Regions from separate parts of the Sus scrofa genome. Here region 2 is linked to region 1. The links are chromatin contacts, called in public Hi-C maps. All regions are on one chromosome and are shown on one strand. The core of a region is the stretch at or near the end of the contact, and the rest is flanking DNA. Distances in the headings are between cores, read along the strand shown.

What was found. Hi-C and Micro-C count contacts between places; a contact is called where the count stands out from the background.
Region 2: a contact with region 1 is called in a Hi-C map of mesenteric adipose tissue, with 4 times the contacts expected there. The contact joins the enhancer-like site here to the promoter of ATP5O in region 1. A contact is called at or near these places in 5 of 5 promoter capture datasets (fetal liver, fetal skeletal muscle, liver and 1 more), 32 of 47 Hi-C or Micro-C datasets (adipocytes, adipose tissue, alveolar macrophages and 17 more) and 2 of 2 datasets of contacts at active chromatin or transcription factors (alveolar macrophages and skeletal muscle).

The regions. Positions count from the first base shown.
Region 1 is chr13:197,516,921-197,523,102 of Sscrofa11.1, forward strand. ATP5O (ATP synthase, H+ transporting, mitochondrial F1 complex, O subunit) reads right to left here and starts at 2,610. Exons shown (of 7, transcript NM_001044606.2): 1 at 2,559-2,610; 2 at 1,091-1,141. The coding sequence starts at 2,594.
Region 2 is chr13:197,954,551-197,960,732 of Sscrofa11.1, forward strand. No RefSeq gene overlaps it. Among named protein-coding and RNA genes, the nearest start is that of KCNE2, 22 kb to the right of the region's middle. Within about 2 kb of position 3,596, at least 15 of the 83 cell types and tissues checked have an H3K27ac peak or open chromatin away from gene starts, as enhancers often do. A contact at or near this core is called in adipose tissue, mesenteric adipose tissue, retroperitoneal adipose tissue and 1 more, where this site is marked.

The DNA of each region.
Region 1 (6,182 bases), core at 1,360-3,859:
ATCTGTGAGCTTCCAAATCCTCATCTTAAAACCAGGGCTTAGGAAACATGGCATGTCAAGGCCCTTCCCACTCTACCTATAATTTCATTACATTAATTTTGAGATGAGCTTAGAATTCCTTGGAACGCAATAATGATTCAGTTCCAATTTGGGGAGGTTTTAAACACTGATAAAAGGCAGTTCTGAATACGTGAGAACTAGGAAAACGGTGTTTATGAAACATGCAAGCACACCTTTATACATTTCCTAGCAAGACTATCAATTCCCTCACTGAGCTTCCCCATCCAGGTTCAGTTTAATGGAGCCCAAGAGCAATTTACTCTGTGCCTAATGCTAAAATTAATTTTTACAGTGAATTGTAGGCTTTTTATTTTTTGTATTTTTGGTTTTTTAGGCTGCACTCACAGCATATAGTGGTTCCACGCTAGGGGTCAAATTGGAGCTATAGCTGCTGGCCTATGCCACAGTCAAGCAACGTGGGATCCAAGTCACATCTGTGACCTACACCATCGCTCACAGCAACACTGGATCCCCGACCCACTGAGTGAGGCCAGGGATCACACCCGCATCCTCATGGATACTAGTCAAATTCGTTTCTGCTGCGCCCCAACAGGAAACTCCTGAATTTAAAACCACACTACCATCAAGTATGACTACATATGCTGAGTGGTACTGTAGTACGATTATAGTGGAAAAGCTTAGGCTCTGAGAGAGATTTCGTTTCGGTCCAGCTCTAAGACTAAGCTGAATAACTTTGGGAAAGTCTTCCCAAACGCTGTTTCTTCTTTGGCAAAGATGGGAAAACTAGCTACTTCCCACCACTGTTATGGGGTTTTAAGAAATTCCCATAATTAAAAGTTATGTGTGGGCCTGTCGCACAGTAGGCCTTCAACATTACATTGTTCCCTAGCCCCTCATGTTTTGGGAACCACAACACATGTGTTTTGTTCCCTAACACATCATGTTTTGGGAACCGCAAATCATGCAGAAAGGTTCAAGTCGGAATGATACAGAATCCATGCCCTACGTGTATTGGTGTCTGACTCACACACATTCATCTGCTTTATAATCACAAAATAAGGTGACATACCCTCACAAGCTTGGCAAATGGCCTGACCACAGATGTACTGAAGCATCGCACCTTAGCAACGAAAAGAGAAAGGAGATCAAATGAGATTACTTCAAGGATTTTTGCACTTAAACCAAAGTAAAAAACAGTAAGTATGACATTTAAATGATTCGTTTCTTTCTTTTTAGGGCTGCACCTGCAGCATATGGAAGTTCCCAGGCTAGGGGTCAAACTGGAGCTATAGCTGCTGGCCTACACCACAGCCACAGCAACACCAGATCTGAGCTGGGTCTGCCATCTACACCACAGCTCACGGCAACGTCAGATCCCCGACCCACTGAGTGAGGCCAGGGATGCAGCCTGCATCCTCATGGATACTAGCCAGATTCGCTTCTGCTGCACCACAACGGCAACTCCTAAATGATTCGTTTCTTGTGTTTCTTTGTATCATCACAGATTACACGAGGGTGGGCTGTTCTTTTTTGCCTAGGAGTAAATTTCCCCACTGAGAATCATCCCAGCAGCTTGGGAAACTGCAGGCCCACTCACTTCCTAGTTTACTAAAACAGGCTGAGGCTAGCACACCAGTATCAGAGAGAAGAAACCAAATTTAATGAAACACGCTGTTCCAAAAAATTTAATGCGACTTTTGGCATTTATATTACTACCCTTGGGCGTGGTTTTAATAAAAAGTGGGAGGATTCCAGGAATGATTTGCAAGAGATGTACCTTCTTAGACTCGAACTGCTATCTGAAAATAAAGATGAATTCTTTGGGTTACCCAGCAGTCTGTTGTGAGAACAGATCCCAGTATCTTGCAGATACTACCTTGAGATTGTTGAGACAGTATCACCTTGTCTATCAAGAGTTGGAATTCGTAATTTAAAAAGCACCTGCAAGGGCACAGGTCACCTTCAAGTAATCCCGGCTCTGGAATGTACTCGAAAGGTTGTGAGGATTAACAGACCGTAACACTTAGGAAACCTTACGGAAGCTATACGTAAGGAATCATGCAGTATGAAGAGCACGAATTTTCTTTCAAACTCTATCTTCTGTGGGTTCGAATCTCAGCTCTACCCCTTATTCGCTCAGCAGCCAAGGACGAGTCATTTAAACCTTTCGGTCTCATTTTCTTTATAAAAAGGTGGAATGTGTTTCACAAATATTCCTTAGCATTACTGGTGACCTCTACGACAAAGATGGAGCCCCCTTCTCCTGTGCCCCTCAAAGCAGCTACTTTCTAGGGGTGTGCTCTGAGGACACCAAATGCAGACATGCGCAGCCCCGCGCCCACCGCCCTGCGCGCATCCCGGGGGGAAGCCGGGCCGTCCGGCTGCCTGCTCTCGCCCCCGCTCTCCTGGCCCCACGACCTTGAACGGCAGCCACGCTCCCCCAACTGTGGCCTCAAACCGTAGCGCTTAGAGGCCTGGTATGGGTCACCCCAGGAGGGTTCCTTCCGCTGGCTTTCAACACCGCCATTCTCTCTCACCTGCCGGGAAAGCCCGGACACTGCTTGGGAGGCCATCTTCTCCTGGGAGGCTGTAGGTCAAACCCTACTTGGCGAGAGAGAACGAGAGCGCATGCGTGCGTCAGCGTAGTCGCTCGGCTGCTGGGAAATGTAGGCCTAGGTCGTCAAATCTCATGCGCAGGAATCTTCCTCAGGCTGGGAGCTGTAGTCCTTAGGAGCGGGTGGTCAGGGCGGAACCTACAGGGCTGGGGGTGGGCTAGTGGTTTGGGTCAGCCCCTGGAAATGAAGTGTATACGTTACTAACTGGCCTTTACTGTAGGATGGATGTATTGCCACTAGTTTTAAATTTCCATTGGGATAAGTACGGTGACATTTATTCCATGTCACCTTCGTCGCTAGCATCATTAGCGTGTTTACCTTTCTTACCCAAAGGGTATATCGAGCGTAGATCCGCGCACTGTGTATACCCCCACCCCCACCCCGCAAACCCGGGCCTTATAGCTCTAGCAGGGGACATTTTGTGACCAGTACCTCTGTCCCACCTTCGCCCCATCTCACTTGAGTACAGCATTGACCTCTTGGTTTGTGCAGGCATGTGAGGGTCTGCTGTTTAAATACTTCCTTCTGGTAGAGCAGAGTGATTATCTGAGAATCAGACCTAAAAATAGAACTGGGGTTTGAGCAAGTGTGACATTGAAACTGAGAACCCCAAACTAGCTCTGGTTAGTTTCTCTGCATTTATATTATTATTATTACTTTTTGGTATTTTTAGGGCCGCACCCCCTGCATATTGGAGGTTATGGAGGTTCCCAGGCTAGGGGTCTGATGGGAGCTGTAGCCGCTGGTCTAGCCACAGCCACGCCATATCTGTCAGATCTCAGCAGCGTCCACAATCTACGCCACAGTTTAGGGCAACGCTGGATTCTTAACTCACTGAGCGAAGCCAGGCATCAAACCTGCATCTTCATGAATATTAGTCAGATTGGTTTCCCCTGAGCCACAGGGGGCGGGGGCGGGGGCGGGGGGGGGCGACTCCTCTCTGCATTTATAAAAACAACCTCTTTACACCCCATTTCCCCCTAAACAGAACTTACTCTAATTTTCTCTTCTATAGGGTTGGAATTCCCTAGTTGCAGTAATGGAGTTCTATAGTCAATTAAAAAGTGTTTTTCTACTCAGATCTATTCTTTTCTACAGGAAAACAGATGAAGTCATTAATTTACTTTTTGACTGCAGTTTTCTTTTTTCTTGCCTTTTTTTAATGCTCACCTGCAGCATATAGAAGTTCCCAGGCTAGGGGTTGAATGGGAGCTGTAGCTGCTGGCCTACACCGCAGCCACAGCAAAGCCGAGTCTGCGACCTACAGCACAGCCCACGGTAGTGGTGGATCCTGACGCACTGTGCAGGGCCAGGAATCCAACTGAGTCCTCATGGATACTAGTGGGGTTTGTTACCGCTGAGCCACAACGGGAACATTTGAGTGCAGTTTTCTCATCCTTACAAAAAACTTGTTAGAAGGCAGAATCTATTTTTCTGGAATGTTATTGCCCTCTTTTCTACCACCCATAAGCAGCTGTTGTCAATATTTGGTACGTTATCTCCCATTACTTTTTCAGATAGTGGCCTGGTCTACCCAGTCTTGAATCCCAGTCCTTTCATTGACCTTGACACAACTATATAACTTCTCTGCGCTTCAGTTTTCTTATCTGTAAAGTGGTTATTATAATAGCACCTACCTTACAGGGTGTTAGGAAAAATAAACTATACATACGAATGTACATACACACATATGTATTTAGCATTCAGAGCAATTGTCTGACAGACTGGTAGTCACTAATATTCTTTATTTTGTGTTTGTTTTTATTACATAGACAGATTCGCAATCTACATAATTTAGTGTCTTGCCTTTTTCCTTAATACAAGAAAAAAGATACTAAATTATATGTGGATTGTAAATATATGCTTACAATATAATATAAGCATGTTTCCAAGTGAGAAAATGATCATAAACATAATTTTAATGTTGCAGAATAACCCATCAAGTAGATATTCTATAACTTGATCATTCAATGATTTTTGAACAATAAACGGTTGCTTTTTTCCCCGTTTAAAACAATGCTGCATTTCCAGAGCATCTTTAGACACAAACTTTTTTCTTCCCACCTAGGATAACTTCCAAATAGATTTCCAGGGCTGGCAGAACTTGGTGAGAAGGTATGAACACTTTAAAAGTCTTTGATAAATAAGCTCATGCTCTTTTCCTTTTCTTTTTTTTTTTTTTGCTTTTTTAGGGCTGTACCCCTGGCATATGGAAGTTCCCAGGCTAGAGGTTGAACCAGAGCTACAGCTGCTGGCCTATGCCAGAGCCACAGCAATGCAGGATCCAAGCCGTGTCTCTGACCTACACCACAGCTCAGGGCAACGCTGGATCCTTAACTCTCTGAGCGAGGCCAGGGATGGAACCTGCAACACCGTGGTTACTAGTCAGATTCATTTCTGCTGCGCCACAAGGGGAACTCTGCCAATGGCATTATTTTGTTCCTTTTTAGAGGCCGTGCTCTTTTCAAAACTTTTAACCAATTTACACTTTCACTAGCAGCACATAAAACCTTTGTTTTACTTCCCTCTCCAAACTCTTTTCAGAGACCGTTTTAAGTAAGTCTAAATGGAAAGTATATTCATTAGGCAACACATTTTATTGAGCAGCTATTATGTGCAGGCAGCTCTTCTGTGCCCTGGAGGTACAGCAGGGTGCAAGACAAAGTTCTTGCTTTCACAGACCTTATATTCTATGTGCAACCAAACCACAAATCCTATGTTTCCTAATGTGTGTGTCTTATTAGATGTACTTCAAGTAGAAAGTTCTGGGGCCAGATAGTCTTGGAAGACTCTAGACCATTGCTTGGAAAATTAATTATATAAGTAAGCTGTGAGGTTGCATGGCAGCAGGGAGATTTCTTCTATTTCTTTTGTATTTACCCCTATCTCACTGCAGCCCCTTGCCTATTGCCAAAATAGTAGTTTGTGGTCCTTTGCGTTTTGGGTTTACCAAGTAGTTACACGTGTATGGTTTCATTTCTATTTTGAGTCTCAGGAAAACTCTCAGCTGTGGGTGGTCTAGAACACCCCTACTTTGCAGGTGCTGAAACTTCTTGGGTCCTATTTAGGCGGCTCATCTAGGAAACAGCAGTTTTGTGTTCTAGGGCTTCTGCGTGTGGGATTTTGATGCCAGTGTCTGCTGCTTACATCATGGTGATTTGCACAAATGGAGAAACACAGAAGTGGCTCTCTGATGCCCAACACTTCTGTAGTCAAGCCTGCCTTCTCCTGGGTGTCTGTGGAAATCTCACAGCAGGAAAAGCCCAGCCATGACTGGCCAGGGCCTCAGAGGCAAAGCTACAAGGGACCATTCTGGCAGAAATTTCCCAGATATGGGACTGTCACACCTTCTGCTATGCAAGAATAGAGACTTTGGGAGGAGAAAAAGAACTTTGTCCATAGCAGAGGCGAAAAGGCTTAGCACTTTACTTTTATAATGTCTTCCCCCTGTACACACTGAAATTGTTTTACAAATAGTTATTTTAACAACTGAGGCTAATAGAATCAAAGGGACATGCCCAAGGCCACAGTCCAGGGCCACAGTGA
Region 2 (6,182 bases), core at 2,346-4,845, 440 kb after region 1:
TGGTGCAGCCACTGCTGAAAACAATTAGGAGTGTTTGAATAAGTTAAATATAGAGCTACACATGACCCAACAATTCCACTCCCATGTATATAACCCCCAAAATGAAAACAAGCATTCAAACAAAACCGTGTTCACAAATATTCATAACATAAGGGCCCAAATGTTGAAAGAACCCAAAAGTCAATCAACAGATGAAGAGAGTAACAAAATATAATATATCCATACCATGGAATACTATTTAGCCACAAAAAAAGAATGAAACGTCAGGAGTTTCCATTGTGGCTCAGCAGGTTAAGAACCCAACAGGTATCCATAAGGATACAGGTTTGATCCTTGGCTCTGCTCAGTGGTTTAAGGATCCAGTGTTGCTGTGAACTGCAGTGTAGGTCACAGACATGGCTCAGATCTGGCTTTGCTGTGGCTGTGGTGTAGGCTGGCAGCTATAGCTCTTATTCAACCCTAGCCTGGGAACCTCCACATGCTGCACATGTAGCCCTAAAAAATAAAATAAAATGACATACCCATATATGTTACAGCATGAATGAACCTTGAAAACATTGTGTAAAGGAAGAAACAAGACACATATTGTATGATTCTATTCATTTAAATAACCAGAGTAGTCCCTGAACAAGCCCAGTCTCATCTGAAATAACCAGAGTAGGCAAATCCATAGACACAGAGAGCAGATCAGAGGTTGCCAGGGGCTGGGTGTGGGACGGAGGGATGGAGAGGGCCAGCTTAATGGGTACAGGGTGGTACATTTCCTTTTGTGGTAATGAAAAAGTCCAGGGACCAGATCATGGTGATGGGAGCAAACATTATGAAGATACTTAATGCCACTGAATTATACACTGAAAAAGAGTACATTTTTGTTACGTGTATTTTACCACAATTTTTAAAAATCCATAGGAATGGTGCTATGACTGAAATATCTACCCGCACTGATAATAGTCTGTTTCTGTTGGGTGCTTCCTGCACGCTGGGCATTTTACGTAGGCTAACTCAGCCATGAAAAAGGATGAAATAATGTCATTTACAGCAACGTGGATGCAGCTAGAGATTAGTATAGTAAGTAAGTCGGAAAGAGAAAGACAACACGTGATAACACTTGTACGGAATCTAAAATATGGCATGAATAGACCTATCTGCAAAAGAGAAACAGACTCACGGACATAGAGGAGAGACTTGTGGCCAAGGAGGAGGGACAGGGATGGACTGGGAGCTGGGGGTTAATAGATATAAACTATTACATTTAGAATGGATAGACAAGGAGGTCCTACTGTATGACACAGGGAACTCTATCCAATTTCCTAGAATAAACCACGATGGAAAAGTGTGTGTGTGTGTGTGTGTGTGTATAGAAGGCGCATATATACTTATGCAAAGAATGTGTACATACATAAAGACTGTGTATATGTGTATCAAGTCACTTTACTGTACAGTAGAAATTAGCACAGCATTGTAAATCAACTTTATTTTATTTTTTATGACTACACCCATGGCAGATAGGAGTTCCCATGCCAGGGAGTGAATCTGAGTGGCAGCTGAAACCTATGCCACAGCTGAGGAAACACTGGATGCTTTAACCCACTGTAATTTTTTTTTTTTTTTGCCTTTTTTTAGGGCTGCACCCAAAGCATATGGAAGTTCCCAGGGAATGGGTTGAATCATGGCTGCAGCTGCTGGCCTACACCACAGCCACAGCCACAGCAGTGCAGGAGCCAAGCTGTATCTGTGACCTACACCACAGCTCACCACAATGCCAGATCCTTGACCCAATGAGTGAGGCCAGGGATTAACCCGCATCCTCATGGATATTAGCCGTGTTCCCGTTTCTGCTGTGCCACAATGGGAACTCCTCTGTAATTTAAAAAAATATAAAGAAATAAATTTTAGTTTATACATAGAACTATCTCATTCTGCTCTCAGAGCGATCCTAGGAGGTGGTGTCATTATTCCCATTTTGCAGGGGAGAAAGCCGATTTAGAGAGCTGAAGTGGCCATCTGAGACCCCAAGCAGTGGCCCTGCCACCACACCTCGAGGTGGGGGAGAGGGAGGGGCTGCCCAGGTCTCCCTCCTTTTTGGAGAAGTAGGCCAGTGCCCAGGACACAGCACTCGACTTGCAACTTGCGATGGCTGAGGCAGCTCCTCCCAGCCTTAGGCTGAGAAGAGCAAAGCACCCTTGTAGGTGCTTCAGGCTTTGATCTTTCATGTGCTTAACAATAGGACCGGGGAAAGGAACTTAGGAGACCTGGTCCCAAAGCCCACTGGAAGGACACCCAAGGATGGCCATCCTTGAAAGCAGAGTTGGTGTCACCTGGGCCCTGAACTAAGGACATTCTCCCCTGGGAAGAATGTGGACTTGACCCCAAGGGAAGCCGCTTCTTCAATGTTTCCCAGCCCTGGCAGCCAGTCCCCCCACCCCAGCACTATCCACTAGCTTCCAGTGAAAAGGGGAGCAAACCATCCTGCTGAGAAAGAGCAAGGGAGACGCGCATGGCCAGCGTCCCTGCCGACGGGGCAGCCGTCCCCAAGAAAGCACTTCGGGATGGCGGCTGCTCTGTCCCTCTGTAGCTGATTGGAGGCAAAAGCTCCAGGAGAAGGACTAGCCCCGGATGCAGGTGCCATGAACAGAAAAGACATGCCCTTGGCGTTGGCTGCCCCAGGCCTGGGCCGCTGTACATGGGTCTCCAGTGAAATCCTGCCCAGCGTCCCCCTCCCTGAGGGTCATCATCAGAGCCCCCTCTCTGGAGAGCAATGCGAAGGATCCCCAGCTGGGGCTGTAACTGGCAGCAAAGCCACAGCTCCGTCATAGGACTTCGCCGCACTCCTGTCTTTGCAGAAATTTTGGTGAGATTGTAACTTTGGCCTCTTCAGAGTTACTAAAAGAGATGTGGCAAATATTTTTTGGCTTTCATGCCAACTCCTATTAATTTTTAGTGGCTTCACGAGTACAGTGTTGAGAAGGATGCTGAGTCCATATCTAAGGCTCAGGAGAAAATATAAGTGCTGTTGATTAGTGATGTCTGCAGTGGGCAAAGATCAGAAGTACAGTGGAGGCTGGTGAATGGTGGCTCAGCTGTGGGCTGGGACAAACATCCTTATTGCAGGTACTCTTGCGAAGTGTTTCGAGGGCCTTCCTGCCATGGAAAAATGTTGGGGGGTGATGATCACTCCCTTCCATCCAAGGAAAAAACCTCCCAGAAAGACTCCTTTCTTCTCCATTATCTGTGCTTCTGAGAAGGGCAGCAGGTCAAGGCCTATTTCCTCCTCTTTCCCCAAGGAGCAAAGTGATCATGGCCAGCCAGGGCCTCTCTCTCCAAGGCCGTCCTGGAGCCCTTGTTTGCCCAGGGCAGCTGCAGCCACACAGTTTGTTTCTTGTCATGGAAAGCTGAAACTTCTCCGAGCCCCAGCTAAATACTGGCTACAGCACAGCATCACTTTTCTTTCTTCCCTTTTCATGAGCCCCTGGTGAATTGAAACCCAGAAGCCAGCGGCCCACCTGCCAATTATTACAGTTAATTCTGTGCAGGCTTGACTCCGGCACTGAGACAGAGAGTTCTGTTTGCTGCTGGGGTGCACAGGGCAGACGGGAGGGGCTGTGGCCACGAGGCTGTGAATGCCCCCCCTGTGTGCCTGGGCTGGTCCTGGCAGCCGCAGCGCCCTCCCTTGCGCAGCGAGTCTGGCATCCAAGTGTGACTTCAGTGGGGCCTCCTTCTCCTTGAGTCTGCCTCTGAGATCAGAGATGTTGACGGTCAAGAGCCTGTCTTCCTCCCACGACGAGCCACAGCCACCCACTTCCCCTTAAGGACTCAGTGAAGAGAGCTTGTGTTTATTTTGTCCAAAGGAAAAGATAAAATGACATTTTCGACAACTGTGAGGGTTTTTCCGTCACCTTTCCTCCGCTGACCCATTGCCGTGTAAGAGCCTGTTCATTCATACAGAGGACAGCTACCCTTTCTTCCCCAGAAGCACTGGTGGCCACGGGCAAGTTCCAGTTTGATCTTGCCTCCAGGTGACCTGGATTCCGGTTGCTTAAGGCTCTCTCCCCAAAGGTGCTTCAGGCCTCCTTCGGTTGATTAATCAGCGTATCGATTCATCAGCTCATGTGTACGTTTGTTCTTAGTAAGCCAGGCAATGGGCTTGGCATTGGGATGATGGTGGAGAGAAAGATGGATTTCCTGCCCACATACCACATGGCCAGGACTGGACGGGCATGTGCCAGAGATAGGGCCCTGCTCCTCCTCTCAAAGGGGAGTGTGCACACCTGAGATGCTATGGCAGCCCCTCCCCTAACCCCTCTATGGTGCAAACATATGAGGAAACATGAGCTAGACCTTAGGGAGGTGCAGTTTTTAAGCAGAGGGCTGAGCCGTGAGTAGCACAAGGCAGAGAGTGGATCCAGTTGGTGGGACAGCAGGTCTTAGGAGAGGAAATGACGTGCCAAGTCCCCCAAGGCTCCTGGCTCCTTCCAACAACTGTGGTCTACAGAGACTGGAACCCAGAGGAGAGCGATGGAGAGTCTGGCACCCAGGTGAGCTGCAGGGGGCAACGGGGTGGCCATGCCTGGCCCATGAGCCATGAGAACAGGGCCTCCACCTTCAGGATGTGGGGAGCTGATGGGGTGCATTGAAGAAGAATTCCCAGCACTGTTTCTCCTGCTCACATCCTACGGCCCATCAGTGCTGCCTTCCCCAGACTCAGCAAGACAAACCACTTACCAACATGAGTGCCCATGGTGGACTCTGTGCCAGGGTCAAGGCTGGTATCAAGATGCTGAGACCAAGACCCTGACCCCAAGGAGCTCTCCTAGGAGTGGGGTGGATGGACCTGGAGATGGGTCATCTCTTTCTGCAGCGGGGAGCAAACCTCTTCCTGTGGGAGAAGTGGAGCACATCTGGAGAGGAAATGAGACTCGAATGGGTCTTGTGAAGGAAGCCATTCTGGTCATGACGCTGGGGGGGTCCAGAGGTAGGAAGGACATGGTGAGTTTGAGACCAGGGTTTGGAGGGAATGTTCTATTGGGCTGTATGTCTCCTTACCCCAAAACATTTGAGCCTCCTTACTGACCCAAGCAAGTGGGTGGCTGATTGGAAACATATGTTGGAACAAGTCTTCTGTTGGTGCAGGATGGGGGCTTCAGTCCAAGCACTGTGCTGAGAAGGGAGCTGGCTGAGAGGGAGGGTGCTGGGCTGATCCCTCTTCAAGGAAGAGCTCCATCCCCTGGGATAGACAGCCAGCCACGGATGCCAGGTTCTGGCTTCTCCCCTGCCTCTTGGATGTGCCGTCCCTGGGAGAGTTCTAGACCCAAAAGCTAGTCTCTAAAAAAAAAAAGACTCATACCTGCCCAGGGTCCCAGGGGATTCTGTGCCCTGCACTCGCCTCTGGCCTCAGCTGCAGCCAAGGTCTCCCGACCATGGCCCAACTCCCAGTAGCCACCTTAATCACACGGTATAAGCATCTATTTTAGTTACATAAACAGAGTTGTCTACATTTGGACTCCGGGGCTAGCTGCAGGAATTTGTAAACAGCGTGGTGTACGCGTTTCACAGAAAGTTGCCAGGACGAGCTCCTTTCCCACTGCCTGTTGTCCAGTTTTCCCTTTTATAGAGAGTCTGGCTGGGAAAGAGAGACGGAACTTATTTGGGAATAGAGGACAACCTCACAGGCGAATTCCTCCCTCCCGCTCCCACTGCCTCCTCTTCGGAACCGTTGAGGGTCTGGGGTGGAACTCAGCCTGCTCCTGAAGTTCTGAGTCCTTCCTAAACACTAGCCTCTGATAAATATAAATGTAAACCTCACGGAACACAAATTTGGGGAGATTTTATTCTTGGAAGGGTAACAAGGAATTTTGGAAATTTGCGGCAGGTTCTAAAAATGTTGGACACTGTCGTCTCCACCAGGGCCAAGGCCCCGTGGGGCATTACGATGTCGCCTTTGCTACTCCTGCCTAAGAGATTGTTCAGCATCAGGCAGAGGCTGGTAAGATTCTAGACTGAAGATATACGATTTAGGGCCACAGAGAAGTGGAGCCTCAAGGGGGAAGTGGGGGGGCCTTCATTTCTCTTCTTTCATGGAATAATCACTAATGAAGCGTCTGTTCAGATTAGATGCTCTGTTCAGCACTGCGGGCCTTAGAAGATATATAACAAATCATTGGCACCAAGAGTTCTCCTGTGGT